4 separate regions of the Mus musculus genome follow, and all the other regions are linked to region 3. Evidence: chromatin contacts called from public HiChIP or PLAC-seq and promoter capture Hi-C data. All regions are on one chromosome and are shown on one strand. The core of a region is the stretch at or near the end of the contact, and the rest is flanking DNA. Distances in the headings are between cores, read along the strand shown.

Region 1 (2,783 bases), core at 278-2,777, 480 kb after region 3:
AATTGTCTCACACCTGCCTGCCTTGTCAGACTCTCCATTTCTGATCCACCCCAGCATCACTGCCTTAGGGCTCTTTCTACAGGGTGAAGCCTGTCACATGACACCAGGCTTTAAATCCTCATGGCTTTTCTCCACAAAGTGGCTTATGAGAAAGTTATATAATTACATAGGGTGGAAGAGCTATAGAATGGATACATTTTCCAGGTTTTTGTTTTGTTTAGGGAGTAAGAACAACAATATCTTTTGCTTATTTGTTTGTTCGTTTCAAGACAGGTGTGTAAAAAAACCTGGAACTCTCTGTGCAGGACCAGGCTGTCCTTGAACTCAGAGCTGTGCCTGACTCTGCTTCCTGAGTGCTGGGATTAAAGGCATGTGCCACCACTGCTAATGATATCTTTTACACTGAAATGACTGGACATGTGAAGTAGATATAAAACCATGTGATTTTGAAAGTAAGACTTGTCTTAGTTAGGATTTCCATTGCTGTAAAGAGACACCATGACCAAGACAATTCTTATCAAGGACAATATTTAAAAGGGGCTGGCTTACAGGTTTAGAGGTTCAGTCCAGTATCATCATAGTAGAAAGGATGGCAGTGTCCAGGCAGGCAGGGCACTGGAGGAGCTGAGAGTTCTACATCTTGTACTGAAGGCAAACAGGAGAGCATTGTCTTTCAGGCAGGCAGGAGGAGGGTCTCAGAGCCTAACCCCACAGTGCCCACTTCCTCCAGCAAGGCCACACCTGCTAATATTGCCACACCTTGGGCCAAGCAGACAGTGCTCCTTGGGCATCTGTAAGTGTGGTAGAAGTTTCCATTCATATCAGAGGCCCAGAAGTGTTAATAGTTCACCTAAGCAAACCCACATGGCTAGTGAACATCAGAAGTAGGTTCTGTCTGGGAGGTGATGCTGCAAAGAAGTGGGTTCTGAACTACAGCCTGCGTCCAATCCACACCCCCTCTGTCCCATGCGTGCCGTGCCTTCTGACTGCCACCATTTGTCAAGGTGTCTTTTCCTCAACTCACTTCTAGATATAGGCACTGTCCTTGGCTCACTTTTGGACTAGCTAATGCAGGTCTAGGACGTGATATATGGGCAATTATTAAATGGATGGTGGAAGGATCAGTAAGCCTGCCAGACATAAACTGCTACATGAATATATAACATCTTTATTGAATGCGGATTTCTGGTCCTTCTTTTCTTTTTAGCATAGTATACCACAAACACTTTTTTTGACATAGTTATTTATATGTGAAGTTTAAATTTAAGTGGCTGTCCTGTTTTATTTATTTGAAGATTAGTGTGAAAGACTCAACTCTCATAAGAGAGTTCCAGTTATGAGAAAAATGACTGTGGTCCCTCATCCATGTGCTGGTTGCTTGCTTTAAGCCATTCTGGGGTTCAGGGCCAAGCATAGAAACATGTTGTTTTTCCTTGAGTCTTACCTGGTCACTTCATGGTGGCCTGTGTGTGGCTTAGGCCAATGTAGTCACTGATGAGTTTACGTCGCCATCTGGTGGTCATTCTGGGTAGTGCTATGAATGGAGTCCACCCTACTCAACCTGGAAAAGCCCTGGTAGACCAGGAGGGTCTGGCTAAGGATGGACAGGGATGGCGCAAGGGAAGACACACCTTTCTGGCAGCTGCTGCTGTAGCTAAGGATGAAGGCATGCCAAAGGAGGTTAACTTGGAGTGCTTTCCTCTCCCAGAATCCTCTGCTTCTCCAGTCGATCTTTCCATTCTCCAAGGCATGAAGATTCTCCTCGACTCTCATTTCTCCCTTTTTGATATTATGTGTGTGTGTGTGTGTGTGTGTGTGTGTGTGTGTGTGTGTGTGTAATGTGTGTGCTTTCGATATCATATGTATGGATCCAATACTTAATCAAAGCTCTAAAAATGTACCTTGATGCTTTTTTTTTTTTTCTAAAAATTTGTAGCTCTAGCTCTTAGATTTACATTTTTGACCCATTTTGGATGCGTTTTCCAGATTGTGAGGCAAATTCCAATTCCAATTTGTTTTGCATGTGGATATCTATGTGTCTAAACACAATTTGTTGAGAATACTGGTTTTAACTTTTTCTCCACTGAATTATCTTGAAATTGCTATTGTTAGGGTCAGAGTCTGGGCCTTTGCAGCTCTAACAAGCAAGGCTGGGCCACCATCCTGCACAGGCAAATAATAGTAACAGACAGAAAAAGATTCATACTGCATGTCCCTTGGGAGAACCGGTAAGGAGGGTCAATGGTATGCCCAAGCCCATGGTCTGAGTACTGACATGAGGTTAAGTAGAGAGCAAGAGGTGTGCTTCACTGCACATTTCTGGACAAGATGTGGCTCTGGCCCTCACTGACCCAATGCTGACTGCTGCCGTTGGCTCTCAGTCTGTCCTGAGTCAATGCCAGCATAGTGCAGACTCCTTCCAGAAGACAAGTCCCCCTCTGGGTGATGTAAAGGTCTCCAGCTTTAACTTCCCCAGCATGAGACTGGTCAGGGAAACATATGCTCCTTAGAGGCCATTGTTTTAGCAGACTGCTAGCTGCAGGGGACTGCATGTGCGTGTACGTGTGTGTGTGTGTGTGTGTGTGTGTGTGTGTGTGCTCCCTTATCTTCATGCCTGCCATGTGTTTTCGGGGTTTGGATAAGGTCTGAGTGTGTTTCCCAAAGTCTGTTGAGTTGGTTGGAGGGGTGGGTGTGGAGGGATATTTGAGAGGGAGGCCTACTGAGAGGTGTTGAGCTGTCTGGGGCTCCGTCTTCATGACTAGATTCATGATGGTTTCACCAGC
Region 2 (2,700 bases), core at 92-2,591, 420 kb after region 3:
TCTGACAAATACCAACATTCTTTCTATTCTAAGTGCACGCATTCTTTCCTTCCACATCTCCATATTGTCTGGAACACCCCTGAGTGTCCCAAGTCCCCATTTTCTCAGTCCCCAAGCCTAGGCACACTTACCGCTTTCAGTGCGTCCTCCAGGCGTCGGAATGGGCCCTGTTTCTGGTTTTGGCTAGGAACAGCTGTCACCTTCTTTGGTTGCTTCTTGTTTATCGGTTTCTTAGACTCTGCAGCAGGGGGTGGAACTTGCTCTTTATTCTGCCGTTTCATGATTTTCTCAAAGCCACGCTCATAAAGAGTGCTTGTAGTCTGGATTGGTGCTGGAATGAAGACAGGTAGAAAACAGCAGGCCACCCTTAAGACCCCAGATCCCACTGTACAGTGGTCTCTTCTTTGTAGAGGCACCTAAGTCATTTAGAGGGAGATTCTGGCCCAAGCCCTCTCTTCCTTGGAAGCAGCTTAGAAAAACAGGAAAGAGCCCTCCGGGTGGCTGATTTCAACCACCACAGTCAGGTCCCAGGCCCTCCCAGTTCTTTATTAAACAATTAAAGTATATGGGAACTAGACCACACTTTTTCCAGCACGGCCTCCACCCCCAATTCTTCTTAGTTCTGAGATGACAACTCTATATACTCAACAAGTGGCAAAATTTTTCTCCCTCTCTGGAGATTGTGGGGACAGGTGACACTGAAATTAACTCCTGGTTGGAGAATATGTCGGGCTATTCATCCCAGTGCTGGCCTTCTCATCCACTCCTCTCACACCTGCTGGTTATATAAGAAGGGGCTCCATGTAGGATCCCAGATGCCTCTGCTCCGTGGCTCAGACACCTGGCCAGTGAGGGCCGGGGCAGCTGAGAGGGTTGTGTGCAAAGGCTTGGACAGATAGAGATCGGAATTCCAGTCTCCTCAGACTCGAAAATCGGCTTCTCTGGACCTCCGCTTCCGACCTATGCAGCGGAGATGACCACCTCTCCTCGTGCTGTCCCTGAGTCACCGTGGCCGGGCTCCCGAGGATCGGCTCCCGGCTCCCGCAGCTGTCCGCCGTGCCCCTGCCCCACAGGCCCAGGTGGGCGGCGGCGGATACTCACAGCTCAGGTCGTATTTCAACACTCCATTTGCCTCCCCGAGCGCCCGGCGGTCACTGCCACCGCCGCCGCCTCGCCCACCGCTGCTTGCTCCAGGTCGCCGGCCCCTCTTCACCACCTCCCAGCCACCGCTACCCGCTGATCTGGCCGCCATGACTTCAGCTCCACCACCTCCCGGCTTTCGGCCCCGGACAACCTCCGCGCGGTGCCACGTCTGCTGCCTCCGCCGCCGCAAGGCACCCTGGGATTCGTAGTCCGTTCGCGCCACGGCGCCGCGCCGAGCGCCTGGGGAGTGATGGCGGCGGCCAGGTTCCGCCCCTGGGGCGCAAAAATCCCTACCCTGCACCTGCGGGCGGGCTCGCCTCTGACCCGCATGGAAATGGGACTGTTCCCTTTTTTCTTATCTTTGCAATGCTCCTGAAGGATGGAATGAAAATAGTTCTCACCTCGGGAGAATTTGAGGAATAAATGTGTTCTTACTTCTTAGAAAGTAGTAGTCTGTTAGCAATTAAACTTCGTATTTGGCGGCCAACAAACTTAATTGCCGAGGAGTGGGACGATGCAGACTTGGGGGAGAAAAGTAGAGCGGCAGAAAGACTGAGAAAACTTAGTAGAGTAGCTCAATGGCAGGGCGAGAAAAGTCTGGGGCAGCCAGGCCATGATCCCTTTGGAGGCAGCCAGGAAAGGACAGGCTCTGGCTCATGCCATGTTCCAGATGTTCAGCCCTAGACTGAAAGAATCACACAGCAAGGTCCCGACCCTAGACGGCCTACAAAACTTGAATGATCCCAGCTAGGGAGCATGATGAATGATAAAACAGCAATGAAAATATCACATTTAAGGAAATATGTTGCTTAGTGTGCTTGTGTGGAACTCATGCTCCCGCACTGCTGTACACATTATCCCCCCCAAACCTCCTTGGTTACTTTTTTTTAGACAGGGTTTCTTTGTGTAGAGCTGGCTGTCCTGGTACTCTCCCTGTAACCAGGCTGGCCTTGAACTCAAGAGATCTGACTGCCTCTGCCTCCTGAGTGCTGGGATTAAAGACATAAACCATCACTGACAAGGAGTGGTCCACTTTTCTTACAGGGTAAATTATTCAGCTGAAGGATGCTTGAAGCCCTAGGAGAGGGAGGGAAGTGGTTTCTGAAACAGGTGGCAGTTGAGATGACTCCCAGGAAGGGAGAATTTTCATTGGTTGGGGATCATGGCTTGTGGAGAGACTGCTTCAATCGTATGGCTTTATTAATTTAGGCAAAGGTCTAGAGTGGTAGACTATATAACAAAACTGAAAGTAGTTCGACATGACTTCATACAATTGGAAAAGGATCATGACCGCCAAATCTGGAGTTTATTCTCTAGACTCTAGAAACTGGAGAGGGAAAAGGTGACATGACCCTTAAAAAACAGCACCCAGGCCTGTGTGAAGGATGGGTCACAGAGAAAGAAGGCAGGTGAGGGATGACCAACCCTTGCAGCCTTCTGGTGTCCTCCATCCCCTTTAGGCCCAGCCATAGCTGCCTGTCTTAGGGGTTCTGAGATGGAATGTATTTGGCAAGGAAGGTATCTGTGCTGATCAGCAGTCAGTTCCTTTTTCAGATG
Region 3 (2,700 bases), core at 50-2,549:
CCGGGCACACCAGTGCCTCGTCTTTGTTTTCTTTTTCATCTATGTCTTTGTTCATTCAAAGTTAATAATAATTGTAATCCATAAATGAGTTTATATTTATACTCTAACATATCCAGAGGATTCTAGAAATAAAGCTGAGGGGTTTGGATGCCCCTATCAAAAAAAGTATAATTTGAGTTCTGGGACCTATTTGTTACCTGTGAAAAAAGGGAATCTGTCCCCTTCTGATTCTTAATTTTCTAGAGGGATGTGGTGGCAGGAAGAGAAATACTCGTTACCATTGGCAACTGCAGTGCGCTCAAGGCTTTGGGCCCAGCATTTGCCTGGGGGGCATATGCTATGCTTTTAGGGGGGGATAGGGCTTGCCCACCTTGGGTCATTTAGAGAAGGCCTATGACTAACGTTTCTGCATTTCATTCTGTCTCTTGATCTTTTGGGAGAAACAAGAACAAAAATTATTGAAAGGATCCCAAAGAAGATGGTATCTTTTTTTGCTTAACTAATCACAACCACAGGTGTCATGCAGCTCTAAACTAGGAGGGGAACCAAGCTCTGGTCTGCCTCCTGCACTGTCCCATAGAGACATCTGGGTTTCAGGAATCTGCCTTGAACTCAATGACCAAACAGGGTGCCTTTTCTTTCCCTAGCCAGTGCTTCCAATATATCCACCATATCCTGGATAATTTCCTGAGACTGTGTTTCAGAGTAGAGAAGTTGGGCATGGAGACAATGAGTTGAGGAGAGTTGAGCCTTCTTACGGGAATTAAAAGGTTATTAGCTGTGGGTTAAATGCCGGTTCCACCCTTTACAAGCTGTTTTAACTTTGGCGAGTAACTCCTTTAATCTGCCTCCTGTTGGGTAAAATGGGTCTGTACCGCTGCTGAATTCAAACACAGTGCCAAGTATATCCTTGAGCTTTCACTGTTATCTGTCAGTATTGAGTGGCCTCCCGCAAGTCACCTAAGTTTTGGGATGACGTGAAGATTTCAGCTCCGCGAATTGTCTTTTGCCTCTCGTAGCACCTGCCTTGCTCTCCTCCAGAGTTTAAGCAACTAAAGCACATCTGGCCGGGTAGGACAATAAGAAAACGTAAGGATATGGTGACGTAGAATCCGGAGAGGACCGAAGACTTGTGGGCGGAGGTTTGCGTTAGGTTTGCATGCAGCCACAGGATTGGTCGCGGAGAGAATTCCACAACCCCTCTTATGGGCCCGCCTTAGGACTCACTGCGCTTGCGCACGTCCTGTTCGCTCCGTCGCGAACCCACTACGTGACCTTATGACGTATGTCGCACTCACGTTGCCTGTGCGTCAGCGGTTAGCGCCGCCGATGCTTGGCGGGTTGTCCAGGTAACCACGGGAGTTGTCTCGGTCAGTGAGCATCCGAGACCGGTGTACGTCATGCAGTTGAAGCACCTGAGGACCCTGCTGAGCCCTCAGGTGAGGAATCGCATGCCTCTTCCATTCCCAGGCCACCAGGCGTTCAAAAAAAAAAAAAAAAAAAAAAGTAAGGGAACATAAGTTCATACTTTTTGAGCGTCTACTTTGTTCAGAAGACCGTGAAAGCTCTTTCAGCAGGCGACATGCATCACTAACGACTCTAAGCTTTCTTTGCATGACATTACATCAGTTGAGTGCCAGGCCCCAAGCTTAGGCTCTCCGGGATCACCCGCATTACGCGTCAAGGCTCTTTTTGGAAGGAGAGGCGCATATATAGTCAACCTTCATAAGTCTACACAGGATGAAATGAGCACTTTAGATATAAACCCTAAAAAAAGGTAGAGCAGAAGCTGAACCCTCTTTTGGATTGTGAAAGTGTGTCTCCTCAGAAGCAGAAGAGGCTGGGTGGGCGCTGGAGGAGGAGCCCAGAGACATAAACGAAGATTATGTTTGGTTTGGGCGTGAAGAGGACAGAGTCTCTGTCTTAGCTTAGCTCCAACACTGACTTGACCAAATGGTATTTCTGGCTTTAACCATCACCATACGCAATCATTCTATCACTAGCTTCTTCATCTGGTAAAGAAAAGGCGCAGGGAGAGCAACTGTAAGCGACTTAGGAGAATGTTAAATAAAGTTCTACACAGAACAGAATCTTATAAGCCTTGGTAGCCCAGGCTAGTAATCTCAGCAATTGTGGAGGTAGGAGGATCAGGAATGCAAGGCCATTCTTAGCTACGTGGAGAGTTCAAGGCCAGCCTGGGCTACTTGAGACTCTTAGGAGAGGGGGTAGGGGAAGGGAGAGAAGGGAAGGAAAGGGGAGGGGAGAAAAGGGGAGGGGGAAGGGGAAAAGGGAGAGAGGAGGGAAGGGAAGGGGAGGGTAGGAGAGAGAGAGGGGGGAGGGGAGAGGAAGAGGAAGAGGAAAGGCCTGTGAGCTGGCTCACTGGCTAAGGTACTTGCCACTAAGCCTGACCTCCTGAGTTTGAGCCCTGTGACCCACACAGTGGAAGGAAAGAGCCAGCTTGTGCAAGTTGTCCCACCCCACTCAAAATGTAAGGAAAAAGTTTTAAAGAGCATAAGAAAACTGGAAAGCCATAAGAAGGATGATTGACAAGAGAGAAAGGCATTCCAAAGTGAAAGGACAGGCTAACACAACACAGATAAGAAGGTTGGCTATGGGGGAAATGACTCATCACCAGCGTGGGAAACTGAGTTCAGATCTCCAGCATCCTCTTCAGAGCCAGGTGCACCTGTAATCTCAGTG
Region 4 (2,745 bases), core at 195-2,694, 330 kb after region 3:
CAGGTGCTTAGCGACCTTCCTTTCACTTGCTCAACAGTGTTTTACAAACAGGAACTGACATAAAATAAGAGAAGCGGCCAGTGTGAACTGGAGTTTGCCTAGTCATTTTTCATTCACACAGTGAGAAGTTCTGCTTCTTAGGACATCTCTGAAACCAAATATGGAGTGTTTTCAGACACATCTCCAATTCTAAGACACCAACTAGGTATCTGTCCAACAATGGAACGAAATTTCTAACACCACCCACCCACAGGTGTTCACACTGGATAGATCCCATAAATCAAAGGGACTGATCCTAAAGGATCGTTTCCAGTGTCTCCAGCTTTGAGTCCTGACCATCTATCTGTACTTCTAAATAACAGGCTGGGAAGCAGAAGTCCCTGTGACTTCCTCTGTCAGTCTGGTAAGTTGTCAGAACAGCACACAGAGCTCACTTCCATCTTCCTTAGGATTTCTCTTCTAGCATAAAGAATAGAACTCAGAATTAGCAGAAGGGAAGAGATGTGTAGGGCAAGGTACATGGAGGATAAAGGGTGAAGAATGCAGTACTTCCTTGCCCTCTCTGGGCACACCATCCATCCATCCAGCACCTACATGAGACCACCAACCCAGGAGCTCATTGATCCCTATTGTCTAGGGTTGTTTTAAAAACAAATATTTCATCATATGGGCACATACTGGCCACTGGTGACTGAATTCAGTGTCAAGTTCCTCTCTCCTCCCTGAAGGCTAGTAAATGGGCCTAAAATTGGCTTCTTCTAATCACGTGGTTTGTTCAGCTGCATATGGGTCCAAAAGACACCATGGTAGTATAAATTCATGTATGGTTGACTGGGGCTCATTATGAATCGCAAAAGACATCAAATACTAAAATATAAACCATATTCAAATAATGGTCCTTACATCTCTATAATGTGAACATGTTCCAAAAACACTTAAATAGTAGGGTAACCAAATAGCCCGGTTTATCTGGGATTTTGTGGGTTTTTGTGCCTAGTCTCAAGTCTTGCCAGTCCCATGAGTTCGATGTTCCAGAAGTGGATGTCAAGCCATAAGAAAGAGTCCAATCAACCGCGGAGGATGCTCTCAAAGTGGGGACTGATTTCTTCATATTAGGATATTAGGAAGCAGTGAATCTGTTTTGGAGTGTCTGTCCTCCACACAACCCGGGAGAACCCATTTCCTCCCTGGAGTAACACACAAAGGCCCGGCTTGTACGAGTCTGCTGTGTATCTCTCCTGAAGTGGGGACTGTCCCAGTCCGAGAACTTTTTAATTCGATTTACTGATCTTCAGTAATCTCTTCTAGCCCCACCTCCCACGCCCCACACAAAGATGGCAGCTTCATCGTCATTCGGGGCTAGGACCCGGATCCGACGCCAGGGTTCCGTGACAGCGCGTCCCGCTAGTGCTGACGCGGATTGGCGTCTTGCGCTTGCGCAGAGAGAGCCCAGGAGCTCGGCGCGTGCGCACTGAACGCCTGCAAGACCCAGTCGGCCGCGCGGGCGCAGATCGGCTGCTTGCGGTGGTTTGAGTGGTGGCAAGTCCAGTGCTGAGAGGGGTCGGCAGTCTTCCGGAAAACTCTAGCGCCAAGTTCCTGAGCTTTCGGAGGCGAGGCGCGGCATGTCGTGGGTTCCGCGGGGTTGGCGGTGAACGTGCGGGCGGGATGGGTCGGCGCCGGGGTGTGGAGCTGTACCGGGCCCCGTTCCCGTTGTACGCGCTTCGGATAGACCCCAAGACTGGGCTGCTCATCGCTGCGGGCGGAGGAGGAGCTGCCAAGACCGGCATAAAGAATGGCGTGGTGAGAACGCAGGGCCACTGAGAACAGGTTATACCGTGGCCCAGGGAGATTCCAGGGTGGCCGGGGGATGCAGAGGTGAGCAGTACCCCTGATTTAGTCCCTACCCATTTCTAGCGGGAGCACCCAGGATTGCCGTTCGGGTGCTGGTTTCACCTGAGCAGAGTGGTTGAGACAGCCAAAATTAGACTGAAAGCTGTGCAGGTCTGCGAATCCAGGACTGTCCACGCCGGATTACGAGAGCTGGTCCAGGGCTCATACGCTGGCCTTTTCCAGGAAGGCACATTGTCTTGTCCATCTTCAAGCAGCTGGAGACGGAATTCTTTTCTTTCTGTAAACTGGACCTAGTAATCTAAACCCTGCTTGCTGTATGAATTAAGAAGCTCCAGTAAGAGAATACAGCTCTAAGCAACAGCAACAACAACCAAAGAAACAAAAAAACAAAAAAAAACAAAAAATAAGAGCTGGAGGTGCGGGAAGCAAAAGTACAACTGAGAGAGACTAGGATTTAATGTGACTTCCGGGCTGGCCTGACCTTTGCCCACTTTGGTTCCCTCACAGCATTTTCTGCAGCTAGAGCTGATCAACGGGTGCCTGAGCGCTTCCTTGCTGCACTCTCATGACACGGAGACACGGGCCACCATGAATTTGGCGCTTGCTGGTGACATTCTTGCTGCCGGACAGGATGCCCAGTGTCAGCTTCTTCGTTTCCAGGTCCATCAACAGAAGGGCAGTAAAGCGGAGAAGTCAGGTGAAGAGCTTTGGAAAAAGTCGCTCTAATTCTTGGTCTCCAAAAACGAGAGATTAGGTGTGGGGCAGTGGTCACATTGAAGTCTGTACTTGGGTCACTAGAGGACTGGTGTTAGTTAATACAGATGCTCAGGTCCATCTGAGGGAGGTGGTGCACAGCTGTAGTCTCAGAGCTTAGGAGTGGAGGCAAGAGGATAT

What was found. HiChIP or PLAC-seq counts read pairs in DNA pulled down with a chosen protein or histone mark. Capture Hi-C pulls out chosen DNA fragments and counts their contacts.
Region 1: a contact with region 3 is called in an H3K4me3 HiChIP or PLAC-seq map of bone marrow-derived macrophages, with 9 times the contacts expected there. The contact joins the enhancer-like site here to the promoter of Ift172 in region 3.
Region 2: a contact with region 3 is called in a promoter capture Hi-C map of pancreatic islet. The contact joins the promoter of Tmem214 here to the promoter of Ift172 in region 3. A contact is called at or near these places in 2 of 39 promoter capture datasets (hematopoietic stem and progenitor cells and pre-B cells) and 1 of 9 other capture datasets (pancreatic islet).
Region 4: a promoter capture Hi-C map of pancreatic islet shows a contact between it and region 3. The contact joins the promoter of Preb here to the promoter of Ift172 in region 3. A contact is called at or near these places in 3 of 39 promoter capture datasets (erythroid cells, liver and pre-B cells), 3 of 484 Hi-C or Micro-C datasets (CD4 T cells, CD8 T cells and liver), 1 of 115 datasets of contacts at active chromatin or transcription factors (memory CD8 T cells) and 3 of 9 other capture datasets (adipose tissue, liver and pancreatic islet).

The regions. Positions count from the first base shown.
Region 1 is chr5:30,805,040-30,807,822 of GRCm38.p6, reverse strand. The region is part of intron 1 of Gm46907 (a long non-coding RNA gene); the gene reads left to right. Among named protein-coding and RNA genes, the nearest start is that of Gm46907, 8.3 kb to the left of the region's middle. Within about 2 kb of position 1,527, at least 6 of the 459 cell types and tissues checked have an H3K27ac peak or open chromatin away from gene starts, as enhancers often do. A contact at or near this core is called in bone marrow-derived macrophages, where this site is marked.
Region 2 is chr5:30,868,220-30,870,919 of GRCm38.p6, reverse strand. It overlaps Tmem214 (transmembrane protein 214), which reads right to left and starts at 1,341. Exons shown (of 17, transcript NM_144525.4): 1 at 1,102-1,341; 2 at 132-331. The coding sequence starts at 1,252.
Region 3 is chr5:31,289,713-31,292,412 of GRCm38.p6, reverse strand. It overlaps Ift172 (intraflagellar transport 172), which reads left to right and starts at 1,299. Exons shown (of 48, transcript NM_026298.5): 1 at 1,299-1,439. The coding sequence starts at 1,401. Fndc4 (fibronectin type III domain containing 4) reads left to right here. Exons shown (of 7, transcript NM_022424.6): 7 at 1-171.
Region 4 is chr5:30,959,026-30,961,770 of GRCm38.p6, reverse strand. It overlaps Preb (prolactin regulatory element binding), which reads left to right and starts at 1,444. Exons shown (of 9, transcript NM_016703.3): 1 at 1,444-1,800; 2 at 2,359-2,548. The coding sequence starts at 1,666.